2 separate regions of the Arabidopsis thaliana genome follow, and region 1 is linked to region 2. The links are chromatin contacts, called in public targeted proximity ligation maps. All regions are on one chromosome and are shown on one strand. The core of a region is the stretch at or near the end of the contact, and the rest is flanking DNA. Distances in the headings are between cores, read along the strand shown. Region 1 holds the start of NTMC2T4 (Calcium-dependent lipid-binding (CaLB domain) family protein). Region 2 holds the start of AT3G60960 (Tetratricopeptide repeat (TPR)-like superfamily protein).

Region 1 (6,873 bases), core at 1,252-3,751, 62 kb before region 2:
GTATCAACAGTATCCTAACATAGAGAGAAGCAAAAGCTGTGTATAAGACCAAATGGGAACAAATAAAACCTCTTGAAACTGCTTGAACTACCAAGAGAGGAACTTACATCAATCATATCAGATAGTCCAGGAATTGCTGTTAAGCTTCCACCAACAGCCTTCAGAGTGTAATCAATTCTTGGTTTTGGCTGGTTGAGATCATTTAAATAGTTGGTCATTGTAAGACAGGAGATATAAAATGATATAAGAAAAATGAATCTTATTCTGGACCTTTACAGGAAAAGTGTACCTCAGCAAGTAGAGCAACAACAACAGCAGATATACAAGGAATCTCATCCGCAAGTTGAAAGATAACACGTGCAACTGTGAAAACTTGAAGATCCTTCAACTGTTTCAGCCAGAAACAAGTGTTTGTAGAGATACTCAATCTCTATTGGCACAAACGACAACCCAAACGACAAATACTAAAATATCTCTCTAGTAACCTGAATGGGTATGGAGGCAACAAGTGCTGTCACACCTAAAACAATATTTGGATCACCACCCCATCGAAGATCAACGTCCATTGTGACTTGACCTTCCTTGAAACTTTGAACACGAATACCTGCAACAATGATTTATTATGCATATGCTCAGGCTTACAGCAAAACTAACCTAAGAGACAACTGCATGATGTTCTTTCAAGCACAAGGATTCATTAGCATTTGGCAGGTAACTCATCCAAAATAAATAATAGGACAATACCAGGTTGAAAAATGGAAGAGAAAAGATAGCCATCACAAAAATTATGTTGTCCACCGTACTTTACCTTCAATCTTTGGTGCTACGTTACCCAACGTCAATTTGCTGAACTTCAGGGAAGTAATTCCTGGTGGTCTGTAATCTTCAAGCAGAGGTTCAACAGAATCTCTTATTACCATTGTTGCTGCCTGGAAATTAGTCAACACAACAACGAATATTACACTCTTTGATTTCCAAGCTGCATTATGGCAAGTGTTTTCCATTCCAACAAATTGGACCTATCTTAGGTGTCAAGAAACACTCGATTTGTGTAGCAGAAATAAAAAAGGCAGTCTACGAGTCCAATCTAGATAAGCTAAATCTTACTGTTTTTCAATAATTTCGGACTTTGTAGTACAACTTGACAGTATAACAACTCTACTCTTCCTAGGATATCTTCAGTTACCATTATTCAGGGTAAATATGCTAAAGATTTAATAGCCAACTTCCAACCGCATACACGGGAAATTAAAACACCTAATACTGCAACAAAAGAAAATTAGAATCTCACCTCTGCAATATATGGCCACATCTTGCTCAGTAGTTTATTCAGCCATTTGACCTGAAAAAAAAGAAAGAACAAAAGGTTTGCAGTTTAAAATTTTTGCTATGTTTCTGAGAAACCGAGAAGTTAAACTGTAATAGACTGTTCCAAAACCAGAGACATTACGCAAATTCAAGTATTGTTAAACTCAAGGATAATGGAACCAGAACTAGATTTCTCCAATCAGAGTAATGAGGCAAACAAATCTATAAACTCAATGAATCACAGAAATCATGTCAACCACGGACCACCCAAATATGGAAGATGAACACTGAGTTAGAAAAGTTAACAAAGAGAAATGATGACAAGTAGTACCTGTTCAAATGCTGGAAACGATATCCATTGAGGGAAATTATCACCACAAATTTTCTTCAAATCGTCTCTGCTAAGAGAGCCTAGTAGTTTCATATCAACTGCCTGTCAGAAGGTAAGAGTATACGTATTCTGTTATTGTAAGGCCAAGAAAATCCTCTACTCAAACTTAGAAAGTAAAGCAAGCCATGTCACTTCTCACACAGAAGCATAGTTAATCAGTAAAATAGTGAACCACCAGCACGCTAAGTAGAGTCAACAGATGAACACTAAATTGGTACATTGATGTCAATAGTTAGAAATTGCAGAGGGATTTTGCTAAGCCGATAGTGATAATTTACGCGATTCAGCTAATTCCCGAGACCGAGACAAACTAATCTATCCAACACATATCACGACGAATTTAAAATCCCAGATTTAAAATCTTAAAATATCTCCGATGAATCAATTTCAGAACCAAATCATGGATTTTAATCGAATAAGTACATTGATTTAATCGAACCTTGGCGACTCGCTTGGACGATCGGTGAGTCATCATACGACTCCAGCCAGCCATTAGAGCTACGCCGAAGATAATCCCGAACAGAATCCCAGAAATCAAACCCATTTTTCCTGCAACCGAAACAAAGATTACCGAATAAGCTCAAACAACCGATCAGGAACTTGAAGAAACCCTAGAAATCGAACCACGAATGCAAACCTTTCCGTCACAACAAAACCGGTGTTATCGGCGAGAAGCGTCGGCAACAGTTTATCCTCACGGGGTTGGTCAAGTGGGGAGAATCAGAACAAAATTAAGAACGCATTGAAGTATTTTTGGTAGGCCAGAGAGTGAGATAAATGGGAAGAGGATGCGCCAGGCGACAGATTAGAAACGGTTCTTTTCGAATCGCGATTGTATTTAATTCATTTTCCTTCACTATTCATCCCTCATATTTTATATTTTCTCAAATTTTGCCCTTCAGTTTCTGATTCTACTTTAGCATCAAATCATACATGATTCAGTTAAGTGGAATGCCATATTGTTGAATAATTTTTTTATTTTTTTTTTAAAAGAATCAGCTTTATCTTTTATTTTATTTTATTTTGTCAATAATCCCTATTAAAAAAATTCTTCTTAGATAATAGAATTGAGAATTTGGTACGATTGAAACAATAAACGAATATGTGGTCAAAATTGGAATGTGAGCAATAATACATGGACCATTTTGAGAAATTAAAGATTCTGCCTCGTTAACGAGGCAACGAACGTTTTGATGATTCGATGTTCCACGTGAGTCGTGACTTGGTAAAAAACACATCTCTTTAAAGAGTTAAAGACGTCTTTACCACAAAATCACATCTCCTACACGGGCGACGTTGACCGTTGACCATCGATGAACTAGCTATAGGAGGCAATTAGTCGTTTAAATTTATATACGTCAACTTTTGTGGTTAAAGATAAGCTGTTTCAGTTTTATTGAACTTGAATTCTCTAATTCAGTGTTAATTAATGATTTTACGTTTTACATAATCGTTGCACTTATTACCAAATTTATATTTCACATTTAAATATGGCTAGTTTCGTTTAGCATGCCCCAATTTGTTATCACTCGTAAGAAATGGAAAGTGGAAATCAGAATATGTTATGTCATTTCAGCTTTGTGATTCGGTTCAAAAGTTATATATAGAAATTTAGTTGATTTAATCAATTTCATGAAAAAGCATAATTTCAACAGTTTTATCTGATAAAATTTGCAAGAATCACTTGTTGGTTGGTCGACCTCCACATGTAACATCAAGACAATGGAATCGGTGAAGGGACAAATAACGTGTCTTCCTGATATAATGACACAGTTTCTTACAATTACAAACCTCAAATTTTCTTACAAAGATTGTCACTACTTAAAATGTGCATCATATAAGATTTTCCTAAAGCACTTCCAATAATTTATAATCTGGTTTGACGAAGCGTGCATAATATTAGATGGATATTGTAGCAATAGTATTGTCTCTGCTCTTTATCTTCTTTCTCTTCTTCTTTTTCTACACCACCGGAAAATCATGTCCCGGTGGAGCCAAGAACCCACCGGGTCCTTCAAAGCTATCTCTGCTTCGTAACATCCTTCAAACTGTTGAAAAACCTCACCGTTCACTTGCCGATCTCTCAAGAATTTACGGAAGCGTTATGAGTTTTAAGCTTGGCTGTTTGACCACAGTGGTCATATCTTCACCGGAAACAGCAAAAGAAGTGCTGAAAACACATGATCATGTCTTGTCTTATCGAGTCTCCAGTGACCCGGTTCGAGCCGCTGGTCATCACGAGCTTTCCTTGCTCTGGATTCCTCCGTTGGCTCGTTGGAGGTAAATAAATACAAGTCGGTGCGGTTCAGATTTAAATCGGTTTTGGTTCAGTTTTGAGTATAGAGTATAAATGAATGAATAATTTCATGAGTATTAGAAAAACTAGTGAATTATTTTCTTTAAAAAGGATTATTGTATAGTTTACTTTATTCAGTTAGGTTAAATTTTGTATTACTTTGGTTTTGGTTTGTTTTGTTCCATACAATGGTAGTTATTACAAACTTACTGACTTAGTATTAATCAGTTTTTTCAAAATGATTGGTTTCGCTCGATTTCAATATAATATGCGTCCCTAAACCGTATTGTTTCACATTTTTTGTACACTTTATCAGGTTTCTACGAAAGATAACGAGGAACCAATTATTCTCAACGCAACGTCTAGAAGCAACCAGTGCTATAAGGACGAGGAAGGTGCAAGAACTCATGAACTTCGTTAACAAATGCTGCGAGAGACGAGAAGCTGTGAACATCTCTCGAGCATCATTCATCACATCACTCAATATAATCTCGAACGCTCTGTTTTCCACAAACCTCGCAAACTTTGATGACTCAAAGACATTTCACGATTTCCAAAACGTGGTGATTCGGATGATGGAGATCTCCGGAAAACCCAACCTCGCTGATTTCTTCCCTTTTCTTGGGTTTCTTGATCTGCAAGGAGCTAGAAAAGAAGCGAGGCTATTGATGCACAAACTGTTTAGGGTTTTTCAAGGATTCATCGATACAAAGAGATCATCAACTTCGAGAAATAACAACGATATGTTAGATTCTCTTTTGGATATTGCTCATAAGAAGGAGTCAGAACTCGATGACAATAATATCAAACATCTGCTTCTCGTAAGTCTTAAATAAGCCAAAACAAATTGGCTTCTATACATGTTCTTAGCTAAATCCATGTAATTGTGTATTAGGACTTGTTTCTGGCGGGAGTAGACACGAGTTCGAGTGCGGTGGAATGGGCTATGGCGGAGTTACTTCGAAACCCTAAGATGATAGTGAAAGTTCAAGAAGAGATAAGACAAGTGATAGGGCTAAAGGGCACCGTTCAAGATCTTGATATCGTTAAACTACCTTATTTACAAGCAGTTGTGAAAGAGAGTCTTCGTTTGCATCCGCCTGCTCCTTTCCTCGTCCCTCGAAAATCAGAGTCTGATGATGTCCAAATTTTCGAGTTCCTCATTCCTAAGAATACTCAGGTATTTACTCATTCAAACTAAATCGGTTCTGGTACCGGTACGGTTAATTAAGTAAACCTAAATAGCTACTTCTTAATAGTAAATAATATGGCGGGTTCTTGTGTTGTGTTTGTAATTACTAATGATTTCCTATTGTGCTTTGAAATAAGGTTCTTGTGAACGTGTGGGCAATAGGGCGAGATCCGAATGTGTGGAAGAATCCGACGCAGTTCGAGCCAGAGAGGTTTTTGGGAAGAGGAATAGATGTGAAAGGTAATCATTTTGAGCTGATTCCGTTCGGAGCTGGACGACGGATTTGTCCAGGAATGCCACTCGCGTTTAGGATAATGCATCTAGTTCTTGCGTCTCTTCTCTATGGCTTTGACTGGGAGTATCAAAACGGCGTAGTTCCTGAAAATGTGGATATGAATGAGGCCTTTGGTGCTACCTTGCACAAAGCCGAACCATTATGTATCGTGCCTATCAAGAAACGTGTTTGACAATTGACATCAATTTCGATTTCTGTAGTTCTCGGCCGGTATAGTTCGGTTTCTATCTGGTTCGGTCATAACCTTTGAAATTATGAAAAAATCTAATTTATATAGATCATCTAAAATTAAATTACGTCATATATTAATATCATTCGTAAATTATTTATAACTAGACATATCACATATTGTTGTTGATAATTAAAAACATATCACATTTTGTTTCTTTAGCTTTTCAAACGATCGATAAATTGTACATTTGACTTTTGAGTCCTAGAGAAAAATGGGGTTTTCTTTTTGTCAACAAGTGTACTTAATTAGAGTGAAGCTGTTGCTCAAACTAAAGCCCATAACGATAGCAATTTTATTAATGATAGATACAGTATCATTTCTATAAATAAGTAAAACATGTGGCTAGGAGAACACACTCGACGAAATGACGATGAAGCACACAATAGCTCTAGCTCTGCTTTTGATACTTAGCTTCCTTTTCACGTATCTTATTCTTGTCGCTGTTAAATCACGACGACGGAGATCAAGCTCACTGGCACTGGTTCCGGGACCTCCCGGACCTTCGGGATGGCCCATAATCGGAAACCTTCTCCAGATCATCGGAAAAGCTCCTCACCGTTCATTTGCTGATCTCTCGAGAGTTTATGGACCAGTCATGAGTCTTAGGCTTGGAAGTTTAACCAAAGTGGTCATTTCTTCACCAGATGCAGCAAGAGAGGTTCTTTAAACGCTTGACCATGTCTTATCCGGGCAAACCTTTAGCAAGACGGTTCGAGCCTTCGGCCACCACGAAGTCTCCGTAGCATGGCTACCTTCGACGTCGTCTCGTTGGAGGTAAATTATAAGTTAATGTGATTAATTAAATATGGTTATCTATCTATATATATAAATACAATGTTCCAATTAGGTTATGGATACTGGCGACAAAACTTTTCTCACGGGAGCATCACAAAGCCACGAAGTCCGTAAGGTCGAAGAAAGCGAAAGAACTTGTAACATTTCATTATCCAAAGAGGCGAACGAGGCTTCTCCGTCGACATTGCTCGTACGTGCGTGCTTCATCACGTCGCTTAATGTAGACTCAAACGTTGTGTTTTCGATCGACTTAGGTAGTTACGATCCGAGAGCCTCCACGGAGCTCCAAGACTCCTTGTCTCGTATGATGAAAACAATGGGGAAACCGAACCTCGCAAATTATTTTCCGTCTCTTGAGTTTCTT
Region 2 (7,059 bases), core at 720-3,219:
ATTTCTTAAGACTTCTATACACAAAATTATAATTAAATATAAGAAGACTCTTAAGATGAGGAGGGAGACTCTTAAGATGAGGAGAGAGCGAATAAAAAATCTCTTATTTAAAAGTCAATTTACTCTTCTAAAAGAATCCTTTTCTATTTATTTTTTTATATTTTATTTTATATAATATTTTAAGAGGTTTTCAAAAATATTTAAGAATCCATTGATAAGACCACCATTATTAGTGGTATCTTAGCCAAATCTTAATCTAAGATTTGGGAAGAAAAAACTTAAATATAAGAGTAAAAGCTCTTATATAAGAGCCTTTTCTTCACAAATCTTAGCCTAAGAATTTGGGTAAGATACCACCAATAATTATGCTCTTATAGAGAAAAGCAAACAGACAGTTACACCCACACGCCTACACCTTACCTACTACAAGACATCACCTTTTGTAGACAAGTTTCCTATTGATTCTCCATGATTTAAGCAAAAAGCAAAAGATACTAAAAAGTACTTAGTTAACCAAACCTCTAGTTGTAGCTTCTAGTTAGTTTCTCCAATTCCTTCAGTTCGGTTTTAGCAACAAAAAGACATCACTCAACAAACTCACTAATACCAATCGATTAGTAAAAATTCAAAGAAGAAAAAAAAAAAAAAAAAAAGAATAAGAAGACTTTAAGGATAAACAAGGAAAAAAAAATACCAAATCCAACTTATGGGGCTTGATGAATAGCAAGCTTTCTGAGATTTGAAATCCGCATCTTGTTCAAGGTCTTGATAGCATCATCCACTCTCCCTACTGAAACATAACCATTGATCATTGCTCTGAATATTAAAAGGTCAGGCCCCACCAACAAGTCCCCTCCGTCAACATCGGTAAACATCTCGGCGAAGAGTTTCTCTGCGTCTGACACTTTTCCATGCTCGCAGAGACTCACGATCATCTTCCTATAACACGTTTTCCTAAGCCGCTCGAATGGTACAGTCTTCTCACTAAAATACTCGGACATTATGTCAACAGTCTCGGAATCACAAATTTCTATCATCTCTCCAAACAATTCCCAGGCCTCTGTTTTTTTACCGTGCTTCACCAGAACTTGCAAAACCCTGTTTCCGACAATGGGGTTCAGCACTTGAGCATCTTCCAGATTTGCGAGAATCTCCATAGCTTCCTCATCTTTGCCTTGCTTGAACCAATAGTTCATAAACGAAACATTAAAGATTGCATTTGCCTTGTGATATTCTCTCCCTGGAAGTTTACTATCCAGTCCTTTCAATTCCTCGAAGATTTGGCTAGCCTTTACGAAATTCCCTATATCCAAGAACCCGCGAATTAGAATGTCGTAGACCATGAAACTACAACAGCTCATGGATCTCGCCAAAACACAAGCTTCATCGAATCTTTTAGCATCAACCAAGGCTTTCGCGAGTATCATGTATGTCTCGATCCCTGGAGCTACACGTCCGTCGAGCAAAATGTGACGGTAGAGCTCAAGAGCATCGTCGACGTGACCTTGGTCGCAGTGTGCTTTGATGATGAGATCGCAGGAGAGCGTGTTTGGAAGAGTCTGAGACTCGTTGAAAAAGTAATTGAACAGAGAGATGGCATCGTCGTACCGTTTGGCGCTACACATGGCGCCGATTACGGAATTGCAGATGAAGACGGTGTCTCTGTCGACTAGAAATCCGTTCAAGACAGCTAGCCGCGAGAGCTTCGAGGCTTCGTCGAGATTAGACATCTCGATCATTGCCCTGACTCTGTAGCGCAGAGAAATTGGGCGGCTATCGATATAGCTGATGGATACCGGATCAAGCTTTGGGAGTGAGGAAGGATCTCTTCCTAGTGGGTAAGGCATGAACGCCTTCGCAACCGGAACAGCCTTTGATACGGTCGAATTTCGTACAATGCGGCGGAGGAGGGACATGACTGATCACTTAGGGTTCAGTTTTGCAGGTGCATTAAATATCGCGATAATGATGATGGATGGTAAAGGTAATTTAACATGGCTTTTTTCAAAGGCCCATAGATACGCATTTTCAAATCGGTCCATTTGGATCTATTTGTTTCTAAAAAGCCCATGAATATAATAATGAGACCTACACGTGAACACCGGCGGCCAACTCGTCTCCACCAGAGAGGCGGAGACCAGAGTCAAAGCGGGGTTTTCGAATCATGTCTCTGATCCGCCGTGCCATCTTTTCTCTGAACTGCACCGCCGTTCTAGGAAGAGCGGAGGATATAATGTCGGATCCAGATCGTCGTCCTAGGGATGTATATTGGAGAATGGAGACTGGAGAGTCTTGTAGCTGTAGCTCTGTTAGGGATCTCGACACGGCGGCAAAGTTAGCTCGTTTAGCTGGCCTGTCTTCACCAGAATCAAAGCGGTGTTCACAGAGATTACATATTAATCCATCATCGGAGGCTTTTTCTGGATAAAAGGCACAAGGACGCTTACGATCTCTACGGTCAATGGAAAGAGTGTTTTCATATCATATGGGTCAGGTCAGTGTAGCGAGGCTATCAAGACCTACAACAAAGCGAGAGCCAGGGAAAAAGCGAAAAGCACAGGAAATTTATTTCGAAATTTTTCCAACCAGTAATATTCTCCGTTTCGGGATTTGAAATTGAAAACGTTCTGAAAATCTCTTTCTTGTTTTCCAAGTCATCGAGATTTAACATCAATGCTTCAGATGTCTTACGTTTGATTATATCTTCGGATTCATATGTAGGCTGTAGCTTAGGTACTCTGTTTCGTTCTTCTTTTTTGCTAAGACTGTAAATATTTCGTAAAAATGAAAAGTTTTCGTTCTTCTCTGGACAAAGAAACAAAGTATTTGGAGGTTGATAGATCGCTGTTACATCTGTGACTCACTAAATACTTGACTTCGTAGCAAATTGGATATGTTGGACCTGCTTGAACGCCAAACTCCCTCGTGATGAGTGAGTTTACAAAAGACAAGATGAGTGATGTGACAGTTCTTTAATCAGTCTACAAAAGGTAAGAAAAGAAAGGTGGTTAACTTGGGAGACGATGGCGCGGACATTTCACAATCCCAGCAAGCTAAAGAGTTTTGATATTTAGTATGTTGGATGTTTGAAACATGAGTTGACAAGATTATAAGTATGCCATAGAAGAGTGACAGTTGATATGAACCTGGGGAAGCGACAATAGAATGTTCAGAACTTGAGGAAGAAAGAAGATGAGGGTTTCACTGCAAAAGCGAACTTTCAGAACAGAAATATGGCATGGGAATTAGTTGCATGGTCATACACTAGCTGGATAGTATGATGCAAATGATGAATCTGAGAGTTGGTAGTTTCCATGTATTAGTGACGTGCCTGTGCCTCAGAGAAGGTAAGTGGGTTTGGAAGTATACCTGAAGTGACCCAGAATACCAACAACTGCCACAGTCGTTCCAGCGAAGACTGTGTAAGTATCTCCAACAAAAACTGAAGAAGGATACCTAACAGCAGACGATTGCGGGAACTGGTCAGAAAAAGCATTACTTCACTCAAGAAAAAATAAGTTTGAAAGAGAAAGCTGTGAAGGATTTTACCAATTGTAAGCAAGCATTGCCAAGGATGTGGCCATCAGCGGTTGATTAAGAAATATCGAGAAGGTACGAGCGTGGTGATACTCGGGATCCACAGATGCTCCGATTTGCATAACGTTGTGTATCAGGATCTACAGGTAACTGGGACGCATCATATCTCAACCCAAAAGGGGCAAAGAGAGAAAAATTCAGACACATTATCTATGACCATAGGATTTACAGCAGCGGCAGTAACAACTGTGTGACCGATTTCAAGGCCATTCAGACCAGCGTGGATGTTAATAGAGTTTGGACAAAAGACAGCAAGTAACCCCATATATATAACTTATATATCTGTCCTGCCACGTTAAAACATTGTTGGTGCCGGAATTAGCACCTCCGACAATACCGGCTTAAACCAGAAGAACTACGAATTAGACTGAGATTTCAATCAAACCGGGATATCCCGGTTTAGCTTGTTAATGGGCCAAAATAAGGAGGTCATTTGCCGACTTTAGCCCGAAGTAGGGAGACCGTCTAGCCGACTTCCTAATTCGAAGAAAAAGAAGTTTTCTCCTTTGAAAATAGGAAGTCTTTGGAGATAAAGGAAATTAGAAGATTCAATCCTCGAAGAAATAGAAGTTTAACAAATCTTTTAACCGTCTTAATAGTGTATAAATAGAGGGGTTTGTCCTCTATTCGGGGGATCCGAAATTTAATACTAAAAACCCTCTTCATTGTTTTTGGGCAAAACCCTAACTTTGTCTCTAAGCAACGTTGTTCTTCTTTTCATTGAATCTTTGGTCACTAAATAGCGAGAGAGAGTTAAGTAAATTTGTTTACCCCCTTTAAACAAATTTATTGTGTGATTTTCAGAATCAACAAACATCTATTGAGTTAGCTGACTATAATCATTTACCTCCTCAAAAGAAAAATACAATTATGGAAGTCAATTTGTACAAATAGGTGGTAACATGTACAAGAACCATTGCCTAGATCAAGCACTAGCGGAATCGTTGGCTCGTTTCGTTTCCCGCGCTCTGGATTTTGACTCCAAAATCTGTTCGCATGGCCTGACAAGGATTTCAGAGCAATTACCAATCTGCGTCACAACGACCAATAGAAATTTGTCACGTCTCTGAATTACGACACCGTGTCATCCAAGTAGAACCTTAAGTTTGCCACGTCGCTGTAAAATCTAGTATGTGTGTTGATTAATCATAACTTTAATTCTCCATATATGACCCCAAAAAGCAAATGTTTCAATTCTTCTGGCATATATAACTTCCTGTTGCTACAAAAATATCATAACTTCGTGGTTATGAAAGGAGTCTAATTTATATATATATATAAAATAACCTTAAAATCAAATTACGTCATATGTTAATATTATTCATAGCTAGACATATCACATATTGTTTCTGTAGCTTTTAAAGCGATCGATAAATTGTACATTTCTTTTTTGAGTCCTAGAGAAATGGGATTTTCTTTTTGTCAACAAGTGTATTTAATTAGAGTGAAGGAAGCTATTGCTCAAACTAAGCCCATAATAACGATAGCAAATTTTATTAATGATAGATATAGTATCATATCTATAAATAAGTAAAAGATGTGGCTAGAAGAACACACTCGACGAACTGACGATGAAGCACACCATAGCTCTTGCTCTGCTTTTGACACTTAGCTTCCTTTTAACGTATCTTCTCCTTGTCCGTTGTCGCTGTTAAATCACGACGACGGAGATCAAGCTCACAGCTCACTGGCACTGCTTCCGGGACCTCTCGGACCTTCGGGATGACCCGTAATCGGAAACCTTCTCCAGATCATCGGAAAAGCTCCTCACCGTTCACTTGCTGATTTCTCGAGAGTTTATGGACCAGTCATGAGTCTTAGGCTTGGAAGTTTAACCAAAGTGGTCATTTCTTCACCAGATGCAGCAAGAGAGGTTCTTTAAACGCTTGACCATGTCTTATCCGGGCAAACCTTTAGCAAGACGGTTCGAGCCTTCGGCCACCACGAAGTCTCCGTAGCATGGCTACCTTCGACGTCGTCTCGTTGGAGGTAAATTATAAGTTAATGTGATTAATTAAATATGGTTATCTATCTATATATATAAATACAATGTTCCAATTAGGTTATGGATACTGGCGACAAAACTTTTCTCACGGGAGCATCACAAAGCCACGAAGTCCGTAAGGTCGAAGAAAGCGAAAGAACTTGTAACATTTCATTATCCAAAGAGGCGAACGAGGCTTCTCCGTCGACATTGCTCGTACGTGCGTGCTTCATCACGTCGCTTAATGTAGACTCAAACGTTGTGTTTTCGATCGACTTAGGTAGTTACGATCCGAGAGCCTCCACGGAGCTCCAAGACTCCTTGTCTCGTATGATGAAAACAATGGGGAAACCGAACCTCGCAAATTATTTTCCGTCTCTTGAGTTTCTTGATCTACAGGGTATCCGGAAAGAGATGAAGGTCATGTGTTCGGAGAGGTTGTTTCAGGTTTTTCAAGGCCTCATCGATGCTCGGATCGCGGAAAGATCATCGCAGATTGGACCTAGAGTCGATGCACTGAGAGGCGATTTGTTGGATTCAGTGATCGATCTTATTCAAGAAGAGGGATCGGAAGTCGACATGAATGATATCAAACACTTTTTATGCGTAAGTGATATAAGTCTTAAATTATGGTTTGACTGACTTTTTCGTTTAGCGTTTGTTTTTACGTAAAATATTCAATGGATATGTCTATTTTGGAAACGGGACATACCATTTCCATTTAGTATTTATTTCATTTTTTCATTATAACCATAAAATATTAATATATAGAAAAAAACGATAAAAAAGGAAAATCGTTTGGATATAAAAGAGTAATTTCTTTTTTGTATATTTGAAGGGACTTGTTTTATTGCGCGAACGGAGACGAACTCTACCATTGTGGAATGGACATTGGCTGAGCTACTTCATAACCCAATAGCTATGGCTAACACTAAAGTTGAGACCAACTTTATTGTTGGCCAAATCGTTACGTTTGTGACTCCAATCTCTTAGAGTTTTCTTAATTGCTCTTAGATGAAGAGTTTCACGTTACTGTACCTCACCATTTGAGTTAGTATAAGTGGAAACAGTCATAGTCATACTTGTTTTTGTTATTTGTTCTCTCTCCATATGTTTTCTTGCTTTTTAATTGTCATTCATCTGCAGAGGTTAAGGCATTACTCTGAACCTATCAAGAAAATGGTGTATAAAATTAAGGAACTTGGCAAGAGAATCAACGATCTATCTGGGTATGTGCACATTCTTTACTCATTAAGTGTTGGGCTTATATTGATTACTGAATTTTGCTTATTGGTTGTGATATATGGTTATTGGGATGCTTATATGGATACTTGCAGGTATCAAGAAGTTTGATAAAAAAATCTTGCTTGTATGATAAAAAGGTTGTCTCTGTTTGTCCTTTTTCGTTTTTGTTTACTTTAGAATGTGTTGTTCCATGATTACTTCTTAAAATCTTAAGTTAATTAGTTTTGGATTTA

What was found.
Region 1: a targeted proximity ligation map of shoot shows a contact between it and region 2, with 17 read pairs. A contact is called at or near these places in 10 of 26 Hi-C or Micro-C datasets (cotyledon, leaf, root and 2 more), 2 of 2 datasets of targeted methods (seedling and shoot) and 2 of 3 other capture datasets (seedling and shoot).

What each region holds. Positions count from the first base shown.
Region 1 is chr3:22,592,855-22,599,727 of TAIR10.1, reverse strand. It overlaps NTMC2T4 (Calcium-dependent lipid-binding (CaLB domain) family protein), which reads right to left and starts at 2,501. Exons shown (of 13, transcript NM_115969.3): 1 at 2,337-2,501; 2 at 2,139-2,248; 3 at 1,640-1,741; 4 at 1,292-1,342; 5 at 809-929; 6 at 486-604; 7 at 290-388; 8 at 108-188; 9 at 1-14. The coding sequence starts at 2,243. It overlaps CYP76C7 (cytochrome P450, family 76, subfamily C, polypeptide 7), which reads left to right and starts at 3,603. Exons shown (of 4, transcript NM_115968.2): 1 at 3,603-3,979; 2 at 4,312-4,816; 3 at 4,891-5,175; 4 at 5,325-5,755. The coding sequence starts at 3,603. The coding sequence ends at 5,654. AT3G61035 (Cytochrome P450 superfamily protein) reads left to right here and starts at 6,045. Exons shown (of 5, transcript NM_001340074.1): 1 at 6,045-6,488; 2 at 6,562-6,873. The coding sequence starts at 6,459.
Region 2 is chr3:22,530,586-22,537,644 of TAIR10.1, reverse strand. It overlaps AT3G60960 (Tetratricopeptide repeat (TPR)-like superfamily protein), which reads right to left and starts at 1,969. Exons shown (of 3, transcript NM_115960.3): 1 at 695-1,969. The coding sequence starts at 1,916. The coding sequence ends at 705. It overlaps MIR1888b (a microRNA gene), which reads right to left and starts at 362; the gene lies at 228-362. It also overlaps the pseudogene CYP76C8P and the pseudogene AT3G60957.